Linked DNA regions of Sus scrofa: all the other regions are linked to region 2. Evidence: chromatin contacts called from public Hi-C data. All regions are on one chromosome and are shown on one strand. Each heading gives the region's core, a stretch centred on a gene start, on an enhancer-like site or on the middle of the called end of the contact. The rest is flanking DNA. Distances are from core to core; before and after follow the strand shown.

The links. A called contact is a pair of places that touch in the nucleus more often than the background predicts.
Region 1: a contact with region 2 is called in a Hi-C map of heart right ventricle, with 15 times the contacts expected there. The contact joins two enhancer-like sites. A contact is called at or near these places in 3 of 47 Hi-C or Micro-C datasets (embryonic fibroblasts, fetal heart ventricle and heart right ventricle).
Region 3: a contact with region 2 is called in a Hi-C map of heart right ventricle, with 2.2 times the contacts expected there. The contact joins two enhancer-like sites. A contact is called at or near these places in 2 of 47 Hi-C or Micro-C datasets (embryonic fibroblasts and heart right ventricle).
Region 4: a Hi-C map of heart right ventricle shows a contact between it and region 2, with 4 times the contacts expected there. The contact joins two enhancer-like sites. A contact is called at or near these places in 3 of 47 Hi-C or Micro-C datasets (embryonic fibroblasts, fetal heart ventricle and heart right ventricle).

Annotation. Positions count from the first base shown.
Region 1 is chr16:63,616,300-63,619,495 of Sscrofa11.1, forward strand. The region is part of intron 5 of ADRA1B (alpha-1B adrenergic receptor); the gene reads right to left. Among named protein-coding and RNA genes, the nearest start is that of TTC1, 100 kb to the left of the region's middle. Within about 2 kb of position 1,407, at least 16 of the 83 cell types and tissues checked have an H3K27ac peak or open chromatin away from gene starts, as enhancers often do.
Region 2 is chr16:63,926,551-63,929,550 of Sscrofa11.1, forward strand. All of the region lies in intron 1 of ADRA1B (alpha-1B adrenergic receptor), which reads right to left. All of the region lies in intron 1 of LOC110257290 (a long non-coding RNA gene), which reads left to right. Among named protein-coding and RNA genes, the nearest start is that of ADRA1B, 83 kb to the right of the region's middle. Within about 2 kb of position 1,376, at least 3 of the 83 cell types and tissues checked have an H3K27ac peak or open chromatin away from gene starts, as enhancers often do.
Region 3 is chr16:63,549,150-63,552,255 of Sscrofa11.1, forward strand. It overlaps ADRA1B (alpha-1B adrenergic receptor), which reads right to left. Exons shown (of 8, transcript XM_021076921.1): 8 at 974-2,109. The coding sequence ends at 1,502. Among named protein-coding and RNA genes, the nearest start is that of TTC1, 35 kb to the left of the region's middle. Within about 2 kb of position 1,667, at least 13 of the 83 cell types and tissues checked have an H3K27ac peak or open chromatin away from gene starts, as enhancers often do.
Region 4 is chr16:63,588,596-63,591,707 of Sscrofa11.1, forward strand. The region is part of intron 7 of ADRA1B (alpha-1B adrenergic receptor); the gene reads right to left. Among named protein-coding and RNA genes, the nearest start is that of TTC1, 75 kb to the left of the region's middle. Within about 2 kb of position 1,551, at least 2 of the 83 cell types and tissues checked have an H3K27ac peak or open chromatin away from gene starts, as enhancers often do.

The DNA.
Region 1 (3,196 bases), core at 157-2,656, 310 kb before region 2:
AAGGGATTGTAGAGGTTGTGTGGCCCTCCCCTCATTTCACAGATGTTGGAACCAAGGCCAGACAAGGCACATGACTGTGGTCACTCAGAGCCAGAACCAGGACTGAGGCCTCAAATATCCAGTCTCAAACTCTTAAAAGTATATACACTTAATATAACTATATATTATGTGCATTATTTAACCACTAAGCAAAGGAAAATAGCTTCTAAAAGGATTGAATAAATGATGATATGCTCTACCAAAAAAAAAAAAAAAAGAAAATAGTTCTAAAAATCATCAAACTATGTGCTTATGGTAACTTTATGGAAAGGTCTAGAAAACAAAAGGGAAATCAGCTTTTTAATTCCACCATCCAGAGAGAGCACTTCTGTAAACATTTTGGCAAATGTTTTTCAGCTTCACACACACACATGCACACACACACATGCACGCACACACACACACACACATCTTGCTTGGGCCTATAGCCTCCATTCTATATCCCTTTGTACTCATGACTGTTCTCTAAGCCCCCGACCTCTCAGACCCAGGATGACCCTCCCCTGCAGCTCTAGGGGTGGACACTCTGACCCAGTCAGAGCCAGTTAGAGCCCAGGGACTCTGTTTTCAGAGGTTGAGGATGAGACTATGTAAGGTTTGGAGAAAGGTCCAGAGGTGTTCCATCCATCATACAACCACAGTAAGGGTGCCTGTCTGGGTGTGGAGCTGAATGGAGCTGAGTGATACTGTCCATTCTTCCCACACACTCTCACAGGACTTTCCAGAATAATCCCCATGCATTACAGTAGCTAGCTGGCTGTTATCAGTGGATCTGATTCTTAGTAGAAGGATTTTGAGCAAGTTGCTTAATCTCTCTGGGCCCAAATTCCTCATTAGTAAAGTGGAATAAAATTTGGGAGATTATGGTGAGAATAATCTACTACTGCTACTATCAGTACTACTACTAATAATTAAATTTACAACTGCTTCTATTAATTGTTTCCTGTGATCAGGACTTATGCCAAGCAGTTTAGTATACTGTTTCATTTAATTTTCACACCTGCAGAGAATGGAAGGGGGAATCTGTTTATGATTGCCTGTGTAATGGTGAAGGGATGACGTGCAGGACCAGATTCCAGCTGCCCTGGTTCCTGTCATAGTCATTTTGCTGCCTGATCCCTTTTATCTCTTTGAATGTTTGGTAGGGGATCTTGGTGCATTTCAGAGCCTCTTGGCAGGGGCCACCTTTGCCCTCCACAGGGGACAGGACACTGTTTCCAAACTAGAAGAGTGGGAAGTGCTTACTGGGCTGTTGCCAAGAGGCTGGGACACTGGCCAGAGCCCTCTCTGTCTACAGTCCCCCCTTCTTGGCTGTGCCCCAGTGTTCCCTAGGTAACCACGGGGACGCGGCACAGATTTATGGCCCTCCTGCTCCTGAGCAAGTACCTAACATGTTCTGTCTGAGAGCGGTGGTGTCTGGCTCCCAGATGACTCATCATGAGGAGAACAGAAACATGTGGGCGGCACAGAAGGAAAACCCACTTCTCACCTCCCCAAAGCAAGAAGACCAAGAGGAACTGCTCCTTCACACAGAGCATCAAAAAGGCAGATGTTCAAGGCTCCCACTTGATAGATAGGAACACTGAAGCCCTATTCTATCTGCTCTTTCATGTGTTAGATGAACTTGGTTGAACTTTGTGCCAGGCATACGGGGAATGCAAACATGGAAAAAATACAGACTCTGCCATCAACAACGCTATCAACTAAGCAGGGGATAAGACATGGAACAGAAACCTTTGCCAGGGATGGATGTTAAAGTGTGGGAGGACTCAGAGACTTAGTCTGTGAATCACCTATTTTTTATCCTCGTTCAATATTGTTCTAAAACAAATGCACATTCTTTTCTTTTCTTTTTTTTATTACTCAAATGAATTGATCACATCTGTAGCTGTATAATGATCATCACAATCCAGTTTCACAGGATTTCCATCCCACAGCCCAAGCACATCCCCCCAACCCCCAAACTGTCTCCTCCAGAGACCATAAATTTTTCAATGTCTGTGAGTCAGCATCTGTTCTGCAAAGAAGTTCAGTCTGTCCTTTTTTCAGATTCCACATGTCTGTGAAAGCATTGGATGTTGGTGTCTCATTGTATGGCTGACTTCACTTAGCATGATAATTTCTAGGTCCATCCGTGTTGCTAAAAATGCCGGTATTTTGTTCATTTCAATGGCTGAGTAATATTCCATTGTGTATATGTACCACATCTTGATCCACTCCTCTGTTGTGGACATTTAAGTGGTTCCCATGTCTTGGCTATTGCAAATAGTGCTGCAATGAACATTGGAGTACATGGGTCTTTGTGAGTCATGGTTTTCTCTAGATAGATTCCCAGGAGTGGGATTGCCGGATCAAATGGTAGTTCTATGGTTAGTTTTCTGAGGAATCTCCATACTGCTTTCCACAGTGGTTGCACCACTTTACAATCCCACCAACAGTGTACTAGGGTTCCTTTTTCTCCACACCCTCTCCAGCACTTACTGTTTGTAGACTTTTTGATGATGGCCTTTCCGGCTGGTGTAAGGTGGCAACTCATCATGGTTTTGATTTGCATGTCTCTAATATTGAGTGATGTTGAACATCTTTTCATGTGTTTTTTTGGCCATCTGTATGTCTTCTTTGGAGAACTGTCTGTTTAGATCTTCTGCCCATTTTTTGATGGGGTCGTTTGCTTTTTTTGTATGGAGCTGCAGAAGTTGTTTATAAATTTTGGAGATTAATTCCTTGTCAGCTGAATCACTTGCAAGGATTTTCTCCCATTATGTGGGTTGTCTTTTCAATTTTTTTAGGGTTTCCTTTGCTGTGCAGAAACTTTGAAGTTTGATTAGGTCCCATTTGTTTATTTTTGTTTTTATTGTCAATACTCTAAGAGGTGGATCTGAGAAGATGTTGCTGTCGTTTATGTCAGAGAGTGTTTGGCCTATGTTTTCCTTTAAGAGTTTTATAGTGTCTGGTCTTCTATCTAGGTATTTAATCCATTTTGAGTTTATTTTTGTGTATGGTGTTAGGGAGTGTTCTAATTTCATTCTTTTCCACGTGGCTGTCCAGTTTTCCCAGCACCACTTATTGAACAAGCTGTCTTTTCTCCTTTGTATATCTTTGCCTCCTTTAGATTAGTTGGCTGTAGGTGCGTGGGTTTAATTCTGGGCTTTCTATC
Region 2 (3,000 bases), core at 126-2,625:
AAATAAAACAATATGATTATGTATAAAGAAAATTTAATCTCACCTGTCATTCGGTACTGTCTCTCTCAAGAGGGATTCAAATGGCCCTCAGCCTCACGCAGTGAGTCAATTAAAGAGAATATCATCCATCTCCACCAGATTCTACTGCAGAGCAGAAGAAACCCTAAACTATGGGCTGGGTCTGACCATTTACTAAATAAATTTCATCAGGCTACAGAGCATGAGCCACAAACCAAACATCTGAACTGGGGCCCAGTGTTAGAGACGGTAATAACTGCCTTCAAAGAGTAATACAGAGCAATGCTACCCTCTGAAAATGTCTGGCACTATGTTTATGCATTTATGTTAGTGTGTAGCTATCTCATTTTTCACTTATACTTTCTCTCTATGTCTCTTTCTTCCCCTTTATCTTTTGTTTTCTTTTCTTCTTTACTGTCTCCCTCATAAGGTATACTTAATATGTATATTTTTTTCTTTTTTATTTATTGAATAATGGTATATATACGTATATATACATATATATAATATTCTTTGTTTCTTGGAGAGGTAAAATGCCTTGCATTTTCTTCTAGGAAAATAAAGTGTATTTTTACTGTGATTCTTCATTAATTTTTCATGTGAGTCATATTAATCTTTGCTCTAGGATTACATAGCAATTATTTATTTTCTGAGTGAACTCAAGACTGTATGTATGTGTTTGTCTATATATAGATGTGTGTATATATATACACACACACACACATACTTCAAATGGGAACAAGTCCCAAGCTCTGTATTACAGAAAATAAATTTGTAAATTTTCCTAGCTTCGCTTTTAAGTTAAATGCATTCCGAAGTGGTTGACAGAAAGTAAATGGACTCAGAAACAGAATGCCTAGATGGGAGAGAAAATATTCTCTTTCTCCAGGGGAGGAATGTTAGACATTATTTCAAATGGCTGGTTTATATAATTTATAACTGCTTGCTCATTTCAAACAAAAGGTACCAGCAATGTGCATGCATACACACACACTGGCACACACACATGTACTTCACAGGATCTTTCAAGGTAAACGTCAAATATGTCTTATAACAAATTCTTATCAATCTGAACCCTTATCAACTTGCAGTTTCTGTAAAGAATTAACTTTCCTTAGCAATCACATTTTTCATAAACCCAAGGCTGTCTACCCTGGTGTTCTTTGCAGTCAGGAAAAAAGTAGACCTGAGAGTGAGGTGACCTGCCATTTGGGCAACACGTCAGCTGTTGGAATGTTCTTATCTTCCTTGCAAATTCACTGGAGAGACATTTCACCGTGGCTGATCTACAGCACAGTTGCTGTCACTCTAGTGTGCTATGTGTGGAGGGATCCAAGAGCACTCTGTGTTTGCCTGGAAACTTGCCCACAGTGTATTACCAGAGAGCCCAGTCTATTTTGATTGCAACTAAATGAAGGTTCCAGAAGTGTTCATTTTGTGGTGAGTCCAAATTTTCTGTGTCATCGACCCTTATTCCTCTCAGAGAACTGAAGTAGTGAAAGCTTAGCTGTTCATAAACACAGTGTATAAATTAATCACAATTTGGGTCTTGAGGTTTTTTTTTTTCCCCCAATAATAAAAAGGTCAAAGCAAATGCCATGATACAGCCTGTCTTTCTATAATGAACAGCTACTTTCCTAAGAAAAACTACACTAACAAAATTCTCCCTATCATAATTTCTATCATTTACTGGCTATTTGTTGTCTGTTAGGCACTGTGCTAAGCCTCAAAAGATTATTTCACTGACTTGTCATAATCCTGAGATGAGCACTTTTATTATCCTCACTTTACAAATGAAGAAACTGAGGCTAGGAACTTAAGTCATTTTTACACCATTTTTGATGGGACCTGGATTCAAAGTCTAATTCAAAGAAGTCTAATTCATAGGGTTTTACCATAACCACTATCCTTGATTGCTTCCCTTTTTTTTTTTTAGCCTTACAATTTAGATTTTATTTTTATTATTTCCATTTACAAAATGGAAAATTTCCAGAATAAATCTTAAAACCCATTTCTGATTTAAAACAAAAAATATAAGAAAGTTTTAGTAGTGGAGAAAGAGATTAGGAATTAAAGAGGTTTTTTCACACAGTTTCATCCATTTTACCATGCATTGGTAGCACAAAATGAAATAAGCAGTAGCTGAATGCATAGCTTCGAATGGCTAACAAAAGAAAACCCACACTGAGAAACTCAATACCCTGACAGGTAACAATGTGCTTCACTGCCTTGGGAGACCAGCTTTTCTCATTTAAGTGGTGGCAACTCCCCTGTGGTTATATTAGAGACTTATTGTTCCACACAGCTAAAATTGTATGCTTTAAGTGACTGACACCACCACATCTAGTTTGCTTTATGAAAACTCAAGCTGTGGGAGAAACATCTGTGAATATAAGGTAGATTTTCCAATATAAATAGGTTAGATTCTTTTAGGGAGCCCTGTCTTGCCATGTCTGGATCCTAAGATTCATAGTGTGTAGAAAAAAGCACTGAGTTCATGGCACTGACTTTAATAGTGTGTCACCAGAAAAAAATTGAGGGCATTTTTGTATCCTGGGAAATAGCTACAGCCATGTAGTTTTTTATCCCCACCAAAGTTATTAGATGGATACCCAATGTATTAGTCACATTTCTGCTGTGACAATGCTGTGTAACAAATACTGCCCCTTCCAATCTCAGTGGTTTACAAAAAGAAGTCTCTATTTCATGTTTATGGTAATGTAGGTTGCCTATGGATTGGCTTGGCTCAACTAGACTAGGATAATCTCCAATCTATGGTTTAAATTTAAATATGTTCAATGAGTCTTTATTCTAAAACTCAGGCTAAGACAGCAATGACTACCTGGTTCTTACTCTTTATGGGCAAAAGTTTAAGAGGTCTGACAAAAACCTTTTATTTTCTCAAAGTGTCTGTGCAGAACTGGCACACTCTCACTTTACTTATGCTTAAATTAATTGGTCAAAGCAAGTTACATACTTGTA
Region 3 (3,106 bases), core at 417-2,916, 380 kb before region 2:
GATTGGACCCCTAGCCTGGGAACCTCCATATGCCGTGGGTGTGGCCCTAAAAAGACAAAAAGACCAAAAAAGAAAAAAGGAAAAAGAAAAAAAAAAAAAGAAAGAGAAAAACAAAGGAAGAGAAAGGGATTGGGGTGGGAGTTTTCCTCTCATACTTTTTTTTTTTTTAATTTCAGAGGAGAAAAATACTACCTGTTTTGTTCCTCATCCTTAATTAATTCTTTTAGAAAACCAGCGGCTTTTAGAGGCAGAAAAGATCTTAGAACCAATCTTATTACACAGAAGGGAAGCCAAGATCCAGAGGGATGTGACTTTCTCAAGGTCATGTAGTAAACTGGTCGCAGGCTCTGAGACTAGAACAGAAGTTACCTTCTTCAAGGTATGCTCCTCTCTGTGGGACTTTCCTCAGTGCTCCTTTCCCAGGCAGGCTGGCCAGTCAGCAGAGCTTAGGAGGGTTCTTGTGCCCATGTGTGCTGTATTGACACATGGGTTCTTATCTTGTCCAGAGAATTCTGCATTCTTGCTTTCCTTTTCAGGTTCCATGGGCACAGGCAAACAGTATTTGGTCTAAAGATGTTGTATGAAGTAAGGGACCCAACCTCCATCAGGTGACACGCCCACCTAGGGTGCTGACCTGGTAGCCCCAGATAAGATTGGAGTCCTGAGGTTCAGGGCCATGCCGGACATTGCCCAGTGTTGCCCACAGCAGGAGGATTCAGTTGCCACTAGGAGTCAAAAGCAGGCAAGCAGGATTTATGGGCCAAGTTCAGGGGGTCACTTTCAGCCACAAGGTCAGATTTGTTTAGCTCTGGAAGGCAGGAATGGCAAAGGCAGAAATGGGGCCAACGTGGGTTTGGGGGCAGCAAACCATTGCCCATACGGTTGGTGGGAGAGACCAGGGCACACCTGAACGCGAAGGAAAAGGAAACTCAAGATCCTGCTTGTCACCTGGTTCACAAACTACTCAAAAGCGGAACAGGAGAAACCACCTTTAATGTCCGACTTTGTTTCCAACCCCGCCAAAGTGCCACCGTTCAGGAAGTACAAGGAGGGGCTTGAGAGGTACGAAGTCACAAGACAAAAAACGCCCCCGCTGCCTCCTGGGCGCACACTCGCTCTTGCCCCCGCGCGGGCGGCCCCACACACGCACACACTCACACCACACGTACACCGCACAGACACACGCACGTGTACCCACGGTTAAATACATGTACAGAGGGACTCGTTTAGATATATACACAGAGAGAGAGAGAGAGAGAGAGACGGAAATCCCGGCCGGCGTCGGGTCCCCCAGGCTCTCAGCATGCTCGGCCCAGCTCACCACGCTGTACCTGGCACCCATGCCCCTGCCAGAAAAGCAGCTGCCCCTCTCCCCGCCCCCCTCCCCCCGTTTCCCCGTGGGGCCCGCGTCTACCGGGCGCCAACACTGCCCTCCCCCCCTCCGCCCCGCCCTCCCCCCAAATGACCGCCTCCCCAGGGATGGAAAGCGGTGCGCGGGGCCCTAAAACTGCCCGGGCGCCAGGGGCATGTTGCTTTTGAAGCCCAGCTGCCCGTTGGCCACATCGGCCGCGGCCTCGCAGCCCCCGTGGCTGGTGTCTCCGTCGGTCCCGGGACTCTCGGGCTCCGTCAGGAGCTTGAAGGTGAAGAGCGGGCCCGAGTCTTGGCGGCCGCGGCGGCCGGGGGGCTCGGGCGCGGGCAGGCTCAGGAGGGCGCCGGGTGCCTTCCACTCTGGGAAGGCGCACAGCTCAACGGGCGGCGGTGCGCCGCGGCCCAGGTAGCCGGGGCTCGGCGAGGCCGAGGGCAGGGTCCGCTGGCTGCCGCTCAGGCAGCTGCCGCTGTCGTCCAGCGAGTCCTTGCGCGACTGCGAGCGCTCCAGTGAGCCGCCGCGCGTCCACGGGCGGTAGGTGTAGGCGCAGCCGCCCAGGCGGCGGCGGCGGCGGCGGCGACGGCGGCCGCGGCACTGGCACCCGAGGATGCGCACGAAGGCGCGCTTAAACTCCTTGCTGGAGCACGGGTAGATGATGGGGTTGAGGCAGCTGTTGAAATAGCCCAGCCAGAACACCACCTTGAACACGTTGTCGGGGGGCTTCAGGGTGGAGAACAGGGAGCCTGCAGGGGGAAGGGGGAGTGGGCAGGGGCGGAAAGACAGACAGCAGTGGGTGAGTAGTCAGCTCCTCTCTTCGGTGTGATTTGCCTAAACCTTGTTAAGCGATGGCATTCCTGCATCCTGGGCTTTGTCTCGGCCCGATCCTCTCCCTGGAATACTGCCTTTCCTCTCAAAATAAATGACTCTGACATCCATTTTTAAAGCCAACCTCCATCACTTCACCTTCGTTCATAAAACCTTTCCTGACCTAGCTAAACAGCATCCAAACTCTCCTTAACGCTAGATTTCCTAGGGCAGCGCTCACCACTTTGTATTCAAATGATAGTAACAATCACCCACAATTGTACAGCTCTTGGGTCAGAGGCATTGTGCTAGGCGCTTAACCTGTATCATTTCATCGTTCACAGAATGCCATACAGTATTTCCAAGTCAAATATGAGATGTATTAAAGACCTGAAGGTGAAAGATTAAAGGTAAAAGGAGACAAGGCAAGGGATGATTTTACGGATGTAGAGGTGAAGAAAAACGACTTAACGCTTCAAAAAGATAAACTACGGGGCAAGAGTGGGAGAAGATATTTACAAAGTCTGAGACAGTCAAGCAATTGATATTTAGATTAAGGACTCTTGAAAGTCAACAAGAAAAAGACAGCAATCCTAGTAAAACGTGGGCAAGGAACAGGAATAGGAACAGGCAGCTTACCAACTAGGAAACCCGAGGGCTAATAAACATATGCTAAGATGCTCAAAATATTAGGTAGTCAAATTCAAGTGAAAACCACAGAATGATAGACTATATGTTAGGTTGGCAAAAATTTAAAAGCTTGATAGTACCAAGTGCAGGCAGGGATGTGGGGACATGGGGAGTCTCCTGCCTGGTGGGTGGGGGCACAGGCTGTGAGGACCTTCTGGTCCCATTAAGCACACACATACCTCCTGACCTGGCAGTTCTGCTCCAGGATAGAGACCTCAAAGAATTTTCACACAGGTCTATCAGAAG
Region 4 (3,112 bases), core at 301-2,800, 340 kb before region 2:
GATCCTGTGTTGCTGTGGCTGTGTCACAGGCCGGTGGCTATAGTTTCGATTCAACCCCTAGCCTGGGAACCTCCTCATGATGTGGGTGCAGCCCTAAAAAGCCAATAAATAAATAAATGAACAAATAAATAAAATAAAAAAGCAAATATTTTTTGCTTAAGTGATTCCACTTCTAGGAATTTATCCTGAATTTGTGGACACAGACATACACCCAAATGCACTCATTGCAACATTGTTTTTAGTAGTAAAAACCAAAAATAACCTAAGGTTAATCAACTGGAAAATTGTTAAATAAAATAGGGTACTCTGTAAATGAATTACTATACAGTCATGAAAAGAAAAGCAGTAACTATACATTCTGACAGAGAACTATGTCAAAGATGTGCTGCTGAGTATAATAAAATGGAACCTCCATCACAGTGTTTATAAAATGATGCCATTTGTAACAATAAACAGGATAGAAACACACATTCCACACACACACACACACACACACACACGTATATGGATGCTTATGAATAAACAGAATATTTCTGGAACCATATGCCCCTGATAACATATTTGCTCCTGGGGGAAAAGACTGAAGGTACTGGATAGAGCTGGGCCTGGAGTCCAGGGTGGACACAAGAATTTTTCTCTTTTTTCATCCTTTCTGATTTAAATAAAAGTGTATGCCCTATTTTTAAATAAAGTAGAAAAATTGCTAATCATGCAAAACAGTTTCAAAGCACGATGGCATAGTCTAGGTTCCCTGGGGTCCCAAGACTACATAATTTGAGAGAATAAAGTATAGAAAACCTCATGCCCTGAAGTACCTCTTTATAATGTCATAAGTCTGGATTCTTATTCTGGGGTTAAGGGGTTCCTGAACTTGTGTGGGAAAAATTATCTTTTTTTAAAAAATTTAACCTTTGCCTGAAAGCGTTTTGTTCAATAGGAATGCAGATGGCAAGCCATAGTAGAATGAGCAAGATTTGTCACCCATAGAAATCAGATTTATGATACGATATTACATTTGTTGCAGATATCTTGAAATATTTCCACTTGTCACTATTTCAAATTATAGTAGTTATTTATGCGACTTGCTGCTAGATATTGTTTGTTTAATATATTAATAAAGAACACTGTTTTACTCTGCAATAAATTTGTTTCTTCAATGTTATAATAACTATTTCAACATAATCAATTTTCTTTGAAATCCTATGTCTCTCATTTTATGTATTTATTGTGAGAAGGGGCTTCACCAGGTTGCCAAAAGGGCCCATGCAACAAAAAAGCCTAAGAACCCTTGTTTAAGATAAATTCCTGAAGGGTTCAGAACAAGGAGTCACAAATGACACTGTAAAGGTATACCTGGCAGCAGGGAGAGGCCCCTACCACTTTCTCTTGATGCCAGGGGGTGATTGATGGCCTGAATATATAAGTTGGAGATGTAATTTTTTTTTTGTTCCAGTTGGTGGCATCCCCTCCTCCCCTACCAGCTGCCTCTCTGGATCTCTGCCCGGCCCTGTGCTGGTGGTGTGAGCCCTGGGGCCCATGCCTGAGAATGACAGTGAGCCTGGCTTGCCCTTGGTCCTATTTTAACCTCCTTCTGGGGCATGGCCAGGGTGCTGAGCTCAGCCTCTAAGTGATGCCTGTCAGCTTGGTAGGGAATTCTGTCTTAAAGAAGAATTCTAAAAAGCATGTGAAACCAAGCCCCCTGTGCATCCCAGCTTCAGGGGAGCAAGCCACTGTGGGCAGATACTCCTGGAAAAAGTTAAATGGGGCTCTGCGAGGAAAGGTCCACTTGCATGTGCTAGGACATTCTGTTTCTGAACATTTTGGCCTGAACTGTTCATCAGTGTGACTTTTTATAGTGCACTTTGTGTGCTCACACCAGAGTGGGGCACTTGAGTGTTCAAAGGGGGCTCACGAGTGCTGTTTCTGGTTGTGGTCATGAGTGTGCTACTGACAGAGTCCAAAGAACACAAGCCTGCCAGTGAGGACAGTATCCTGGGCTGACCTATACTCTGTCAGGCCAGGAGGGAGTGATAGATGGTGAAGACTCCCTTAGAGTCTTTCCATCCTGAGAAGTCCCTAAGATAGAATACTCTTTTCTCTCCTTCCCCAAATATTTCCACCCACCCTTTCCGTCTCCTCTTCAATCTGGAGGCGCTCATCATTCAGATCACACCATTTGTCTTCTGTTGTACTGGATCCACTCCTTCATTTACGTACTCATTACCTGTTTAGAGTCAGCCAGTCATGGATGCAGATCCCAGCTCAGTTACTCATTTGCGCAACTCAGGTAAATTGAATGAAGACGTAAACATGTCTTTTTTGGCCATGCCTGTGGCATGAAGACATTCCCGGGCCAGGGATTGAACCCTACTACAGCAGTGACAATGAGGCACAGCAGTGACAATGCTGAGTCCTTAATCGTTGGGCCACCAGGAAACTCATCCAATCAACTTTTCTATTAATTTCTCTTTCCCACAAAAAACACACAGGTGAAGTTGTGTCTTTCTTCCTTAAATTACTGTTCACTTCCTTCTCTCATTAATGGTCTTTTTCTGGACTGTTGAGACCTTGGGTACCAGACTCTCTCTCCTCCCGCATCTCAGGCTCCTCAGTGAAACCAAGGCACTATTGAATATGCCACTGTAAACATTCTTATTCTGGGAGTTAAAATATCGAGGCACTTTCATCATTCAAATTGAGACACTTTTGAGAATAAGTGGGGGTTATAATAATCATCATGGTGCCTTTAGTAACAGACATAAGTGGAGACTGGCTCAGGCAAAGTGGGGTGTCTCATTGCCCCATTATAGAGTGATGTGATATTACTCACAAATAGACCAAGCATATCTTTAGAGCATTAGCAAAGCTGGGCACCTTCACTTTTTTGGGGGGATATTCTTTGATATTAAAGAAACCAAAGTAGACTTCATGGGATAAATCAAAATGTTGGTCTTCCATTTATTTTAGGGCTGTGTATGTGTGTGAGAAAGAGAGAGAGAGAGAGAAAGAGAGAAAATCTAGAATTATATTTGGAGGTGGGGGCAGAGTTCACTTCTCAGTACCTCGGGCCTTTCTAAAAGGTCTAGATCAGGCTCTGCTATAAAGTCATCGA